2 separate regions of the Triticum aestivum genome follow, and region 1 is linked to region 2. Evidence: chromatin contacts called from public HiCAR-type data. All regions are on one chromosome and are shown on one strand. The core of a region is the stretch at or near the end of the contact, and the rest is flanking DNA. Distances in the headings are between cores, read along the strand shown.

Evidence for each region. HiCAR-type assays count read pairs that join an accessible place to other places.
Region 1: a contact with region 2 is called in a HiCAR-type map of leaf, with 4 times the contacts expected there. The contact joins the promoter of LOC123141449 here to the promoter of LOC123141380 in region 2. A contact is called at or near these places in 1 of 5 Hi-C or Micro-C datasets (leaf) and 1 of 1 datasets of contacts at active chromatin or transcription factors (leaf).

The regions. Positions count from the first base shown.
Region 1 is chr1B:599,730,053-599,737,568 of IWGSC CS RefSeq v2.1, reverse strand. It overlaps LOC123141449 (enoyl-CoA delta isomerase 3), which reads left to right and starts at 2,681. Exons shown (of 2, transcript XM_044560591.1): 1 at 2,681-3,514; 2 at 4,575-4,824. The coding sequence starts at 2,764. The coding sequence ends at 3,498.
Region 2 is chr1B:599,272,475-599,279,238 of IWGSC CS RefSeq v2.1, reverse strand. LOC123141380 (cytochrome P450 72A15) reads left to right here and starts at 2,993. Exons shown (of 4, transcript XM_044560550.1): 1 at 2,993-3,813; 2 at 3,891-4,135; 3 at 4,484-4,868; 4 at 4,944-5,584. The coding sequence starts at 3,274. The coding sequence ends at 5,375.

The DNA.
Region 1 (7,516 bases), core at 1,432-3,931, 460 kb before region 2:
AGGAGACAGCTGCCCCACCGCGTCCGTGTTGGAAATATGCCCTAGAGGCAATAATAAAATGGTTATTATTGTATTTCCTTGTTCATGATAATTGTCTATTATTCATGCTATAATTGTATTGAAAGGAAACTCAGATACATGTGTGGATACATAGACCACAACATGTCCCTAGTGAGCCTCTAGTTGACTAGCTCGTTGATCAACAGATGGTCATGGTTTCCTGACCATGGACATTGGATGTCATTGATAACGGGATCACATTATTAGGAGAATGATGTGATGGACAAGACCCAATCCTAAGCCTAGCACAAGATCATGTAGTTCGTATGCTAAAGCTTTTCTAAATGTCAAGTATCTTTTCCTTAGACCATGAGATTGTGCAACTCCCGGATACCGTAGGAATGCTTTGGGTGTACCAAACGTCACAACGTAACTGGGTGGCTATAAAGGTGCACTACAGGTATCTCCGAAAGTGTCTGTTGGGTTGGCACGAATTGAGACTTGGATTTGTCACTCCGTGTGACGGAGAGGTATCTCTGGGCCCACTCGGTAGGACATCATCATAATGTGCACAATGTGATCAAGGAGTTGATCACGGGATGATGTGTTACGGAACGAGTAAAGAGACTTGTCGGTAACGAGATTGAACAAGGTATCGGCATACCGACGATCGAATCTCGGGCAAGTACTATACCGGTAGACAAATGGAATTATATACGGGATTGATTGAATCCTTGACATCGTGGTTCATCCGATGAGATCATCGTGGAACATGCCGGAGCCAACATGGGTATCCAGATCCCGCTGTTGGTTATTGGCCGGAGAGTTGTCTCGGTCATGTCTGCATGGTTCCCGAACCCGTAGGGTCTACATACTTAAGGTTCGATGACGCTAGGGTTATAGGGAAGGTATGTACGCGGTTACCGAATGTTGTTCAGAGTCTCGGATGAGATCCCTGACGTCACGAGGAGTCCCGAAATGGTCCGGAGGTGAAGATTGATATATTGGACGAAGGGTTTTGGAGTCTGGAAGTGTTCCGGAGGTACCGGGTGATGACCAGCATGACCGAAAGGTGTTTCGGGAGCCCCGACAAGTGTTGGGGGGGCTTCATGGGCCAAGGGGAGGGGGCAAACCAGCCCACTAAGGGCTGTGCACCCCCCTCACCTATTCCCACGTGACCAGGGGGTTTCGGGCGCCCCATCTAGGGTTCCCACCTCCTGGCTTGGGGGCCAAGTCACCCAAAGGGGAGATCCCATCTGCCCTGGCCGCCCCCCCAGGGGAAACCCTAGGGCGCCTCCCCTTCCCCCTTCCCCCCTATATATAGTGGAGGTTTTGGGGCTGCCCAATACATGAGTCTCTCTCTCCCAAGGCGCAACCCTACCTCTCTCCCTCCTCGTCTCTCGTAGTGCGGCGAAGCCCTGCTGGAGTACCGCGCTCCTCCACCACCACCACGCTGTCGTGCTGCTGCTGGACGGAGTCTTTCCCAACCTCTCCCTCTCCCCTTGCTGGATCAAGGCACGAGAGACGTCATCGGGTTGCACGTGTGTTGAACGCGGAGGCGCCGTTGTTCGGCGCTTAGATCGGAATCAACCGCGATCTGAATCGCTACGAGTACGACTTCTTCATCCGCGTTCTTGTAACGCTTCCGCTTAGCGATCTACAAGGGTACGTAGATGCACTCCCCTTCCCCTCGTTGCTAGATTACTCCATAGATTGATCTTGGTGATGCGTAAAAAAATTTGAATTTCTGCTACGTTCCCAACAGTCCGAACCTCCCTGCGCCGCCGCTGCCGCCTCCCTCTCTCGCTTCCGACGTCGCCGCAACTTGCGGACGACATTCTCTGCCTTGCAAGTCGCAACCGATGAATTGACGCCACCGGACTACGCCTTCGTCGTGGCGGTGTAGGTCGAGCTGGACAACATCTCCTGCGGTGGATCGGGACTGGAGGTGAGGATTGGGACCAAGGGTGGAGGAAGGCGAGGGTCCGGGCACGAGAATGGTTGAAGGACGATGGGAGGAGGAAGGGTTTTGATGGATTTGTTGCAATTTGGGGTGGGGTCGGGCTTTCAGTTCCGACGTGGCGGGCGTGCCCGGACGCCCCCATATCCACCTCATATTTGGACTTGATATAGAGGGTGCCGGTCAGCCCGATCGTATGAGGCCTTTTTAAGGAGCCCATTTGGATAAAAAAATCATGATCATACAGTGACCGGACGGCTCGCCCGGGCGTATGAAACGGCTGTAGAGCTGTGATGCATCATGTTGTGGAAGCCATTTGATCCGCATTGGTTCGTGATGCAAAATTGGGCGATCAGGCGTTGTACCGAGGACGAAATTGACCGGTACCGGACGGTACGACCGACCGGTACCTGAAGCTGGATCCGGACGACGGCGAGGTTTCTGGTCGGGCAACTATTTAGTGCGGGCAGCTCCGGTGCCTGCCCGTACATCATATCGGTGATGCATATGCAAATTGAATAATCCTTTCTTCCACATCATCAGTGCCTCCTGCTCTTCTCCCCATCGCACCAACCAACCAACGAACCTGCTAAAATCCAGCGACACTTCTGAGAGGTTTCGTTCAGTAAAATAAAACCGCGGTGAATTTCCTCCGCCGAGGGAAAAACAACACGTCGGGTCCTCCGCTGCGCAGAGTGTTAAATCCGCACGCAGCTTCCGCGTCCCGGTCAGAGCCAGACACGCCAACCCAACCAACCCACCCGCCCCAAGTCCACCCCGCCCCGTGCAGCCGGCCGGCGACGATGTGCACCCTGGAGCAGCGCGGCCGGGTCTTCGTCCTCACCCTCACGGGCGAGGACCAGCACCGGCTCGGCCACCCGCTCATCGCCGCCATCCGCGCCGCGCTGGCCGAGGTGCTCGCCGCGGCCCAGGCCCAGCCGCAGGGCCCGGGGGCCGCCCTGGTGACCGTCGCCGAGGGCCGCTTCTTCTCCAACGGGCTCGACATCGGGTGGGCGGGCGCCTCCCGCGCGCGGCTCGGGGAGCTCGTCGACGCGCTCCGCCCCGTCGCCGCCGACCTGCTGGCCCTCCCCATGCCCACCGTCGCCGCCGTCACGGGCCACGCCTCCGCCGCCGGCTTTCTCCTCGCGCTCTGCCACGACTACCGCCTCATGCGCGCCGACCGCGGCGTGCTCTACATGAGCGAGGTCGACATCGGCCTCCCCCTCCCGCCCTACTTCGTGCACGTGCTCCGCGCCAAGATCTCCCAGGCGCACGCGCTGCGGGACGTGGTGCTGCGCGGGAAGAAGCTCAAGGCGCCCGAGGCCAGGGAGATGGGCATCGTCGACGTCGTCTGCCCCGGCGCGCCCGAGACCGCCGCCGAGGCCCTCAAGCTCGCCGAGCAGCTCGCCGCCAGGAAGTGGGACGGCGCCGTGTACGCGTCGATTAGGATGTCCATGTTCCCTGATGCGTGCAGGGCCGTCGGGATCGCCGTGGAGAGCGATGAGGAGAAGAGCAGGCACTTCGCTTCCAGGCTCTGATCAGCAGAGATCGGAGGTCAGTCTCCCTCTGCAACTCTGTATCCCCAGTCTCTGTCTAGGTGTTTGCTGAACTTACTGAATAATGGAAATTGCTGTTGTCGTTACAATACAATTTGGTGAAAAAACTGCTGGTTTGGCAGATTGCGCTATTGAGCTGAAGCCAAATTATAAGTCGTACCAATATTCCCATGCTTTGGATGATAGATACCATAAGAACCTGTTTAGTTTGAGCACTACTTGTAGTACTCGAGAGTCGACAGTAGCTTCGATCTGATTGAGGTCATCACAAGGTGCAGCCAGAGGGCTCACTCTACTTGTCCTCACCATTTTGTTTTGTTTGTATAATTCCAGTTAGAGATGAAGCCTCTTCACATGTGCTAAACTAGCGTTCTGTACAGCCTTGTGAAATCTGAATACGAGTGCATTGGAGATTTATCTGTCAATTTTAGGGCTATAGTCCACTATGCTGTCCTCTTGCAGTAGTTTGTTCTGCGCAGGCAAATCCATGTTTTGGGCTGTTCCAGGGCTCCTTATTAGAACTTTTCCATGTCTAGCTGATCATTGCTTCCACTTTGGGTTTATCGAAACGACGTTCGTGAATAATAATGATGAAAACTATGATAGCAGAATATTTATCAAGATTGCATGCGCTACTGAGATTCGTTGGTCTTTCCAAATTTCTGTATGAACCTGTCTGTTTATGCTGTGGCTTCATGTATGCTTGACACATCTGATCTGGCACCAGACCTTCACAAAAAATGGGCTATTATTCTAGTACTTGTTTCTTTTCACTATTAACATGTGGCTTACATTGCTAAATAGATAAAGCGGTTTAAATCTAATAAGATGGGAGCTTCATTGTGTATGATATTTTCTGTACAATCACAAACCATGTCGGGACACAAGGTGTCGTTGCTGCTCCAAGTTGCTATTGTATGCCCTTCGACTGTGCGTCGGCCCTGCTACGTCGTGACATTAAAACGAACAATTAGAACTTCCTTCTCTGGTGATTTATAATTCTTGCATACAATCTTTCTTCAAGCTCCTGAACCAACCTGCCTTTTTCTTTCCTGCAGAGTGTCTATGTAACCTGAAATCAATCCTGGTATTCTGCACCTGTACATTGATCAGCCATCGATGTTCTGTATGAAGCACGCAGCACATACTTCTGCAGACCTTGTATTTCTCTTGCTTTGGGAGTGTGAAATAAACAGAATGCTTGTGTGTGGCTGTTGGACATATTATTTTGTTGTTGCTGCAGTGAGATTCTCGTTTACAGAATTGACATATGACGAGCCTGAATGAATGCATCCCGTTCTTTCGTCATTTCCCTATTGGAACCATAAGAGTTTGTTTGGGTAGAAGGATATGGATTCAAAACTAGGTTTAGCTTAAGTGACCGACCTCATCCAAATATTCCCAAGGTCCTATCCAGACTGAAATGTTATAACGGTTTTGCTGAAACTCAGCTAGCTGAGTTTTAGTTATGGTCTCATTCACATACGCATTCGTTGGATCAAAAAGCGCTTAGAGATTTGTGCATGTCCCAGCGAAGTTGTCCTCGGCCTGTCTTTTTCTCGGTTGTTTGTTATCTCGTGCTGGTGGCCCGTCGCAGCCCACTAGGTCCTCCCGTCGGTGATCCAAGAAGAGGTAGCGATGCTCCTTGTTTAGTTTTCAGGGATAGCGATGTTGCCTTTTTCTTGTCAGGGGAAGCGACGCTGCCTTATTTCATTATACTCCCTCCGTCCCAAAATAAGTGTCTCAACTTTGTACTAGCTCTAGTATAAATTTATACTAAGCTCAAAACACTTATTTTGGGACAGAGGGAGTATGTGTATCAGGCCATGTTGGCCTTTTCTCCTTTGTTTTTCTCTCAACGTTTTCTTTTATTTGCCTTTTTTATTTTTATTTTTTATTTTTTCCCTTTTTCGGTTTTGCTAGCTAAGTTTTAGTTTGCCAGCATTCAGTGTATCAGCTGTTGGATGTTTTTTCCTGTCATGATATGTACTTTCCTTAATTCTTTTGAGGGATTCGTGCTTTCCTAGCTGGCAAGGTTGTGAATGTGGTGGGGGATACGGAGAAGAAACTTAACGAGGCCAAACGTGAGTTGGAAAATTGTAGAAAGCTAACTGTCACACCGGAGAAGGGTTGAACCAACGCCTTCCCTAATCTATGTGAACCCGAAAGATTTCACGGTTCATACTCCTCTGGTAATTCACCAGGTAGGTTTTGACACTGAAATCATTTTTATCTAGAGCAGTGAATGAATGGTCATGCATTGGGGAAGTGGGAGTCGACCTTGGACTTTGTGTTCATGCCCATGGACACGATGTAGAACTTATCATGAAAGCTTCTCTTAAATTAAGTATTCCCTTGGTATAAGTTCATCTTATATCTGGGATCTGGCCTTTTGCAATCATGGTTCCGACCATGTCCTCCTTTAAATACCTTTTCTCGTGCAAGTTTAAGTACTTGTATTCTGCAGATCATTTCATGTGTCCACCATCTACTCTGCTCTACCCTCGAGTATTACCCCCCTGGTATCTTGAGATTATCTTGGAACTGCATAACTTCTTATGAGTTCTTCATCAAGTACTACATTCTCACTGATTACAATTTTTCATGGGCTTCGAGTTATTAAACACTCAAAGACACCGATAGTTGAACCGAGTCCGCACTATGGTTCAACAACTCTTCAGTAAGCTTCTATAAGTACGCGTTTGTACCCGATCACGCCATTCCTAGCCTGTTTGGCTATATCATTGTCGTGATGATTCTAACTGTGCTACCTGTTCCTTATTCTCGGAGCACCAATTTGCGACGATAGCTAAGCTTACATCGATTTTCCTCGTCATACCCTTTCACCTTAAACAACAAGCTTGAGTTTGAGTTGTGTCATAACTGTGGTTCCAATAACCTCTTGCTTCATCATTCCTTTGACTTGATGTCGTCACTGATTGATTACATCTTCATGAAATCTCTCGACAAATGTGTCATGATCATCATCAACCTTATGAGCTCTTCCAGGATATCAACCGGATTCATGAAGAGAAATACCATCCTTGCCCTTGATGAGTTGTGTTATCATTGGCCACTTTATTGCCTTCCCTCCAACACAAACTTGTTCGTGTTTTGCGTTATACCTTAAGTTCCTTGCTACCCAGCATTGTTCTTCTTTACCTTGGAGAATTACCACCTTTTATGTCAAGAATGTCGTGGGAATTTCACCACCTCTTAAGAATTCTTGGTATAGTGATACTTCTCACCATCACCATTCTTTCATGCTCCTCGTGTTGATTCCAACCGGGGTACCAACAAGTGAACGGTGCTGTTTGGATCCTGCACTTCTAGCAACTCTATTACTTTGAAGTTAATGGCCGGCAGTTCATTCTTAGTCTTGATTATTGAATCACCATTCTGACATTGGTCGTGCAACCCAACCCATATTTCAGGCGCACCTTTCAACCAATGTTTAATTGTGTATGTTCTCCTCGAGCATACTTCCTTATATCATCTGGTCTGACAAATGTTATTTCCTTGTTCACTTAATTGTGGAAATCCATCTTTCTGGAAATTTTGATGGGTTGTCGCTGAGTCCATCAGCCACCTCCTTATCCTCTCCTTGGTTTAATGATGAACTCTTGTTTCGAAACTCACTTCCATAGTTCAATTCCCAAGAATATTACAATGTCATCTCGACAATTTGTGTTGCACCTTTCTTCTCAGGCATCCCGTGTCTGAGGTATCTTGACACCAATCAGATCTGAATCTCGGTCAGATATGATGGTTGGGACATATTTCCAAGAGTAATAACATTGGTCTTTATATGACCCAGTAAGGTGATATCGTGCCTAGCACACCTGGCCGGAGGAACTATGGTTATAGTTTCCTTTTGGCAAGGTTTAGTCATTCTTCCGTGAGGAAATTGTAAGATTTATTCTACAAGTTGTCCTTGATGGTCCTTTGGGTATCCAAAGTCTGATCTTTACCCAGTGAGCATGTCAATGCTATCTGAAGC
Region 2 (6,764 bases), core at 1,744-4,243:
GAAAAATGAAAGGTAGTAAAAACAGCAAAGCCACAACCGGCTGGATGAAGTAGACATCAAGGACCTATTATGCGACCACCATCCAAACCGGTTGAAGATAGCCCATGCTACCATTTCCCATCGGTTGCACTCAGTAGCCAAATGCTCCCTGGAAGCAGAAGGAGTGAGTAGCAACCATGTACTGATCCATGCCGTAGATCTGAAGATAACCTGCAAGAAGTTCAGAATATGTAATCTGTTAAAAATCATATCGTTCCTGCAGTTCCATATAGCCGAGAGAAGTGCGCATATTTCAATCTGAATATTTGACGCAGTGTCCGGTTGCACTTCATTTAGCCACATCCCGAACAACGAATCTATGCTAGGTGGAGGCGATATATTAAATGCTATATGAATAGATTGCCAAAATAACTTTGCGAGAGAGCAATCAATGAATAAATGTTGAATTGTTTCGTTATGAACACAAAAGCAACATCGTGAACTACCAACCCATTGTCGCTTTAGTAAGTTATCTTTGGTAAGAATGACCAGTTTATGCACAAATCACATGAAAATTTGATGCGTAAGGGAACCTTAACTTTCCAAATGTTTATCGATCTTGGGATAGGACCAGATTAATAGTCTAAGTACATAGATTTAACCGAAAACACTCCATTCCCCGTCAACTTCCAGTGCACGACGTCTGCTTGGGGTGCGAGTTGAACATCCATCAACCTCTTCACTAAGTGCAACCAGGAGGTCCATCATTCCCCTACTAAAGCCCGCCGGAATTGGATATTCAAAGGAACTGTCTGTAATATTGTAGCCACGTAATCTTCCTTACGTTGCACAATATTATACAGGGCAGGGTACTGTAAGGCTAACGGTGCTTCGCCTAGCCAAGTATCCTCCCAAAACCTTGTTGTCGTTCCATCCCCAACAACGAATTTCACCCTATGGAAGAACCAGGGCCGGGCCCACAGTGGTGCCAAAAGTGCGGTCCGCACAGGGCCCAAAATTCTGAGGGGCCCCAAATTTATATGTAGGCCTAGTATAAAAATGAAAAAAAAACAAAGCGCTGTTGGGCCTTGTGGCGCTGGAGTTGGGCTGGAGACCCAGGCGACGAGGCCATCGATCGAGCGGCGAGCCGCGAGCGCACTCCTCATCTATCGCTACTGGGATCCCTTAAAAAAAGGAAAAATCTATCGCTACAAGGAGTCAGGGATCGGGATTCCCCTAATAAAAAAAACTACAGGATCGGGCAACTGGCACATATCGAATCGTCAATCGATCGTGGCTACCGGAACCGAAGAATCGTCCCACGCCTCGTCGCCCATAGCTTCGTATCGTCGCCCGCGCCCACGTCTCCATAAGCAGCCGGCCCTGGCGAGTTCGCCATTGGATTCAGGGCGACAAGGCCGCTGCCTTCCTCACCTCCTCTCTTAAATTTTAAATTTTAGACTCGTCGACGTCATCTCGTAGGATCGATCGGTGACCGATTCCCCCAGCCTATAGGTGCTTATCGAGTCCTTCTTTTCGATTAACTTCGGTTCTTATTCCTAATTCCTATTTTTCTAATTAACTATTAGCAGGGATTGTTACATCGGTAAAAATTGGTTTTTACCTCCTCGATTAAAGATCATAGTGTAGCAGTTCTATCAGGCAGGATCCAAAACAAGGTGAGTTAGATGGTTCGTCTAATTGCCAAACATCGACGCATGATCTTGAATTACTCCCTCCTTCCATCTATATAGGGCCTATTGCATTTTTTGAGGCTAACTTTGACTAAATATTAGAGCAATAATATATGACATGCAACTTACACAAAGCACACCGTTAAATTCATGTGTGAAAGGAGCTTTCAATGATATAATTTTCACATTGTGCATGTCATGTACTATTAATCTTGTCAATAGTCAAAGGCGGTCTTAAAAAACGCATTAGGCCCTATATAGATGGAAGGAGGAAGTATATAATATTCATCTTATTGTTAAAGAGGCATGCTTGTTTTCCCAATGCAAGTATTGCATATGGAATTCTACTGACCATTTCTTTGACAGTTGCATCGGCAGTTGAAGCTATTGAAGTTCTATATGCGTACTACAAAAATGCTACACCTACGAAAATTGCTACGTAAACTTACTTAAAAACGTTATATCCTTCTCTAATTCTAACTAATCCCCCCTGATTTTCAGGGTGGGCGGACGTGCTATCCACTTAAACGAAGCCACATCAGCCTTTACGTAACTTTTCGTAGCAAGCTTACGTAGGTGTAGCAAAGCTCTGCGTACTACTATGACACAACAAAGACTCAATAATTTGGCCGCAATAGCACTTGAGAGTGAAGTGTCGGAGAAGATTGATTGCAAGGATATTATCGAAGATTTCATTTCAAATAATACTAAAAGAATGAGTATGTTCAAATAAATAACAACCGGGAGTTGGATAGATATGACTTTTTTTATATGTCCAATAGTTATGTAAGGCATTATATTATATACATTATAAATTTTTTCTGCGAGATATATATACATTATAATAGCTCGTTAGTTCATTTTTTGTGAGATAGGGCCCATTTTTTAGTTTCGCACAGGGCCCCCGATTTTGCCGGCCCGGCCCCGGGAAGAACGACTCTTTTATCCTCGTGAACCCATTCAAGAATGGTGAATCAGTAGGTCTTACGGTTACCTCAGCCAAAGTTTTAGCGTTCCGATTCGTGAGATAATCTATATAGCCATTTACTCAGCAGGCATTTAGTTTTAATCTGGAGGTTCTCAATCCCTAGACCCCCTGGTCTTTGGGTCGACAAATAATATCCCATCTTCCCATCTTTGGGTCCATGATCCATCATCTGATTGTTCGACGATTCTTTTTGAGACTTTTTACACCGAACTGATAATTTCTGCTCGGTGCAAACCCCAGGTATGTCGTATGCTCTGACCTCACACAAGCAGGAGGAAGCAGCCATGAAACTGCAACCGCATGGTGCGTGGGGGGCCATCCTCCTTCGCCCCCTTTAATTTAATCACCAAGATCCCAAATGGAATTTGCCAAGATCCTTACTCCTTTGGAACCAAGCCATTGACATTTGTGGCATGGTTTGACCGACATATCGCCATGGCGCACCATCAACCGTGACGCAAGAAACCTTAAACAAATGGACACTTGAGACCTCACTGTCCCAATGACACTTCTATATATCCAGAATCCTGACCAAAAACATCACCAATCCAGTCCTACATCACCTTTCTTCTCACCCACCGCTAGCTTCTCTAAGGAGTGAGGAGCAGAGTAATGGATCTTGAACTGTTGTGGAGTGGTCCACCTGCACTCTCGGTACTGCCATGGATCTGCGGCGGCCTCGTGGCCTCGGTGCTGCTCTGGCAAGCCGCCCGGCTGCTCGACCAGCTGTGGTGGCGGCCGAGGCGGCTGGAGCGGGCGCTCCGCTCCCAGGGCCTCCGCGGCACGCGGTACCGCTTCCTCCTCGGCGACGTCAACGACTACGCCCGGCAGACCAAGGAGGCGTCGTCGGGGCCGCCGATGCCGCTGCGCTGCCACGACGTCGGCCCCCGCGCCATGCCGTTCCTCTACAGCACCATCAAGGAGCACGGCACGCCGTGCATCTCCTGGTTCGGGCCGGTCCCCAAGGTGAGCATCACCGACCCTGCCCTGGTCCGGGAGGTGATGTCCAGCAAGCTCGCCCGCGACGTCGAGAAGTTCAAGTTCCCGGCGCTCACCAGGCTGCTCGCCGACGGGGTGGGGAACTACGAGGGCGACAGGTGGGCCAAGCACCGGAGGATCCTCAACCCCGCCTTCCATGCCGAGAAGCTCAAGGTACATTGCCAGTTGTTCCGTGTGCACGCCGCTGCTTAATTTCCATGGCTGGCCTGCTGAGATTGCTTGATTTGCAGCTCATGTTCCCGGCGTTTACCGCGTGCTGTGAGGAGCTCGTTGGCCGATGGGAACAGTCCCTTGGGCCTGACGGCTCCTGGGAGGTGGATGTCTGCCCGGAGCTCCAGAGCCTCACCGGAGATGTCATCTCGCAGACGGCGTTCGGCAGCAGTTACCTGGAAGGGAGAAGGATTTTTCAGCTGCAGACTGAGCAAATTGGGCGATTCATGGCAGCGGTCAGCAAGATCATGATTCCTGGTTACATGTGAGTTACTACTTCTTTTAACTTTTGGTAGTAGACTGGTAGTACTAACTGAAGTTCCTGGCTTGTACGTAGATTGTAGTAGTCAGAATGCTCACAAATAAATCTGTGTGTACCAAGATGTATGAAATGAAATGTAGTACTGCAATCGTTCGGTAGTAAAATTTACACAACTTACCTCTGTTTTGAACTGCCAAAACGTCTACATTTAAGAATAGAGTAGTTGCCTCAGCAGAGTGTTTTTTTTCCCCTTACAACCTTATTTTCCGCATTTGCTTTAATGTGAACCTCGGTTTTTTGGTTAATTTGCATGTACTGGCTATGTAATGGGCATGCCATGCCATTTTTCAGGTCCTTTCCTACCAAAAATAACCGAAGGATGCATCAAATTAACAACGAGATTGAGTCCATCTTGCGGGGCATAATTGCAAAAAGGATGCATGCTATTCACGAAGGAGAAAGCACAAAAGATGACTTACTCGGCTTATTACTGGAGTCAAACATGTCAGACACGGATGAAAATGGCCAATCCACCCTAGGAATGTCAGCAGATGAAGTCATGGAGGAGTGCAAGCTGTTTTATTTTGCTGGAATGGAGACAACATCAATATTGCTTACATGGACAATGATTGTGCTTAGCATGCACCCAGAGTGGCAGGACCGTGCAAGGGAGGAGGTTCTTGGCCTATTTGGAAAACACAAACTCGAGTATGAGGGTGTTAATCGACTCAAAATTGTGAGTGCCAATTTGAAATTACTTAATTTGCTACAAACAACTAGAGGTACAATGTCTTACTAACATGATGTGCAGGTGACAATGATTCTATATGAAGTTCTCCGGTTGTACCCGCCGGCTACTGTATTCACCCGGAAAACATACAAGAAGATTGAGATTGGAGGCATCATGTACCCAGCTGGTGTGATGTTTGAGATGCCAGTGTTGTACATCCACCACGACACGGACATTTGGGGAGAAGATGTGCACGAATTCAACCCGGATAGGTTTGCCGAGGGGATCTCCAAGGCATCCAAGGACCCGGGCGCATTTTTCCCATTTGGTTGGGGGCCACGGATCTGTATTGGCCAGAACTTCGCGTTGCTTGAGGCCAAGATGGCATTGTGCATGATCCTTCAGCGCTTTGAGTTTGAGCTCGCATCATCATACACCCATACACCGCATAGCGTGATGATGTTGCGTCCCATGCATGGTGCTCAGATTAGGCTTCACACTATCTCTTCGTAGTATCATGTTCAAATTAGGCTTTACACTATCTCTTTCTAGTATCATACTCATGGCATTCGCCTCCTATGTGATATGTATGTAGTCTTATCCGCGACAGGTTTTAGTCACCATCCGTTTTCTTTTCCTACAGATAAAAGTCCAACAGTTTTGGACTCATGAGAACTCAATTTACTTACAACTATATATGATTACAGTCAACTAATACTATATATGAGATGCAGTCTGCTATATGGCGCAACTACCATATGATCTGCCATAATTGGCTAGACACTGAGCAGCCATATTGTGATCAAGCTCAATCTTTAAGGAGGAAAAACTCAGAAGCACACATGTGACGTACGCCTAATCTCAACCACCGGGTGACCATAAATAGATCAATCAAGTGAAATCGATGACATGATATTCAAAGCAGTTGTCCGATTGAATTATATCACGATGAACAACTTAGACGATTGCAAAGGCAATGCACTGATCTCGGACTATAAGACACCGTTGTGATGAGACAAAAATTTGTATGCCGCAAAAATGACCACTTCATTGGGATCTCGATGGAGCATCCAAGTACCTACAGCTCCATCCGCCTTGACAAACGGTGGACTGAAAAGGATCACCCCACCCACCAAGTGTGCGACCATGGTCTTAGAATATTCTTTTTGTGTAGCCAAACCGGGACGACACCAGATGGTCAATTGCTTTTGTTTTATCACCTTCTCAACTCCCATTGTCAAATTTGGAAAAATGTAACCAAGTAACCATATAAATAACTCCTTGTAACCTTAGCCGGTGGACATGGTTTTACTGTGAACCAAGTCAGTATGAATATCCTAGATGCTCTAAATAAGCATGATGATCATAGCACGAACTTCTTCATACTTATCGGCCAGCACATGAAAAAACTCCTCGCCGAGTTCGAGATCTCCTCATGGCTTGGGAGCCGCTACACATGCACATTAGATCCTAGATCTTTTTTTCTCGTTCGGACATGATAAAGAGCATGAAAGGCCCGTGAATTGCACATCTAGAAAATTGTCGATCCTCCCTCCTGCACAAGTATTCTTCCGATTATGGCTCTTATTATCTTTCGAATAAATTAGTGAACACCGTCGAAAATGCCTTGCTTGCACTCGTCCTCTCCAAATATGTCAACATTTCCCATTGTAAGAATTGTAATAAGAACATTTTGGGCCAAAAAAAAGGGAATTATAGCACGGACAATTTTTGTTTCTTAACCGAGATCAGATTTTTTTTTTGAGGGGTAACCGAGATCAGATGTCCCCCGGAGATAAGAACAAATTCCTTTGCAGATAAGAAGGTTCTAAACTATTCTTTTGAGGGAGAATCCAAACTGCCACCTCATCTCCCGCGTACAGCCGGGGGGGGCCCGGTGGC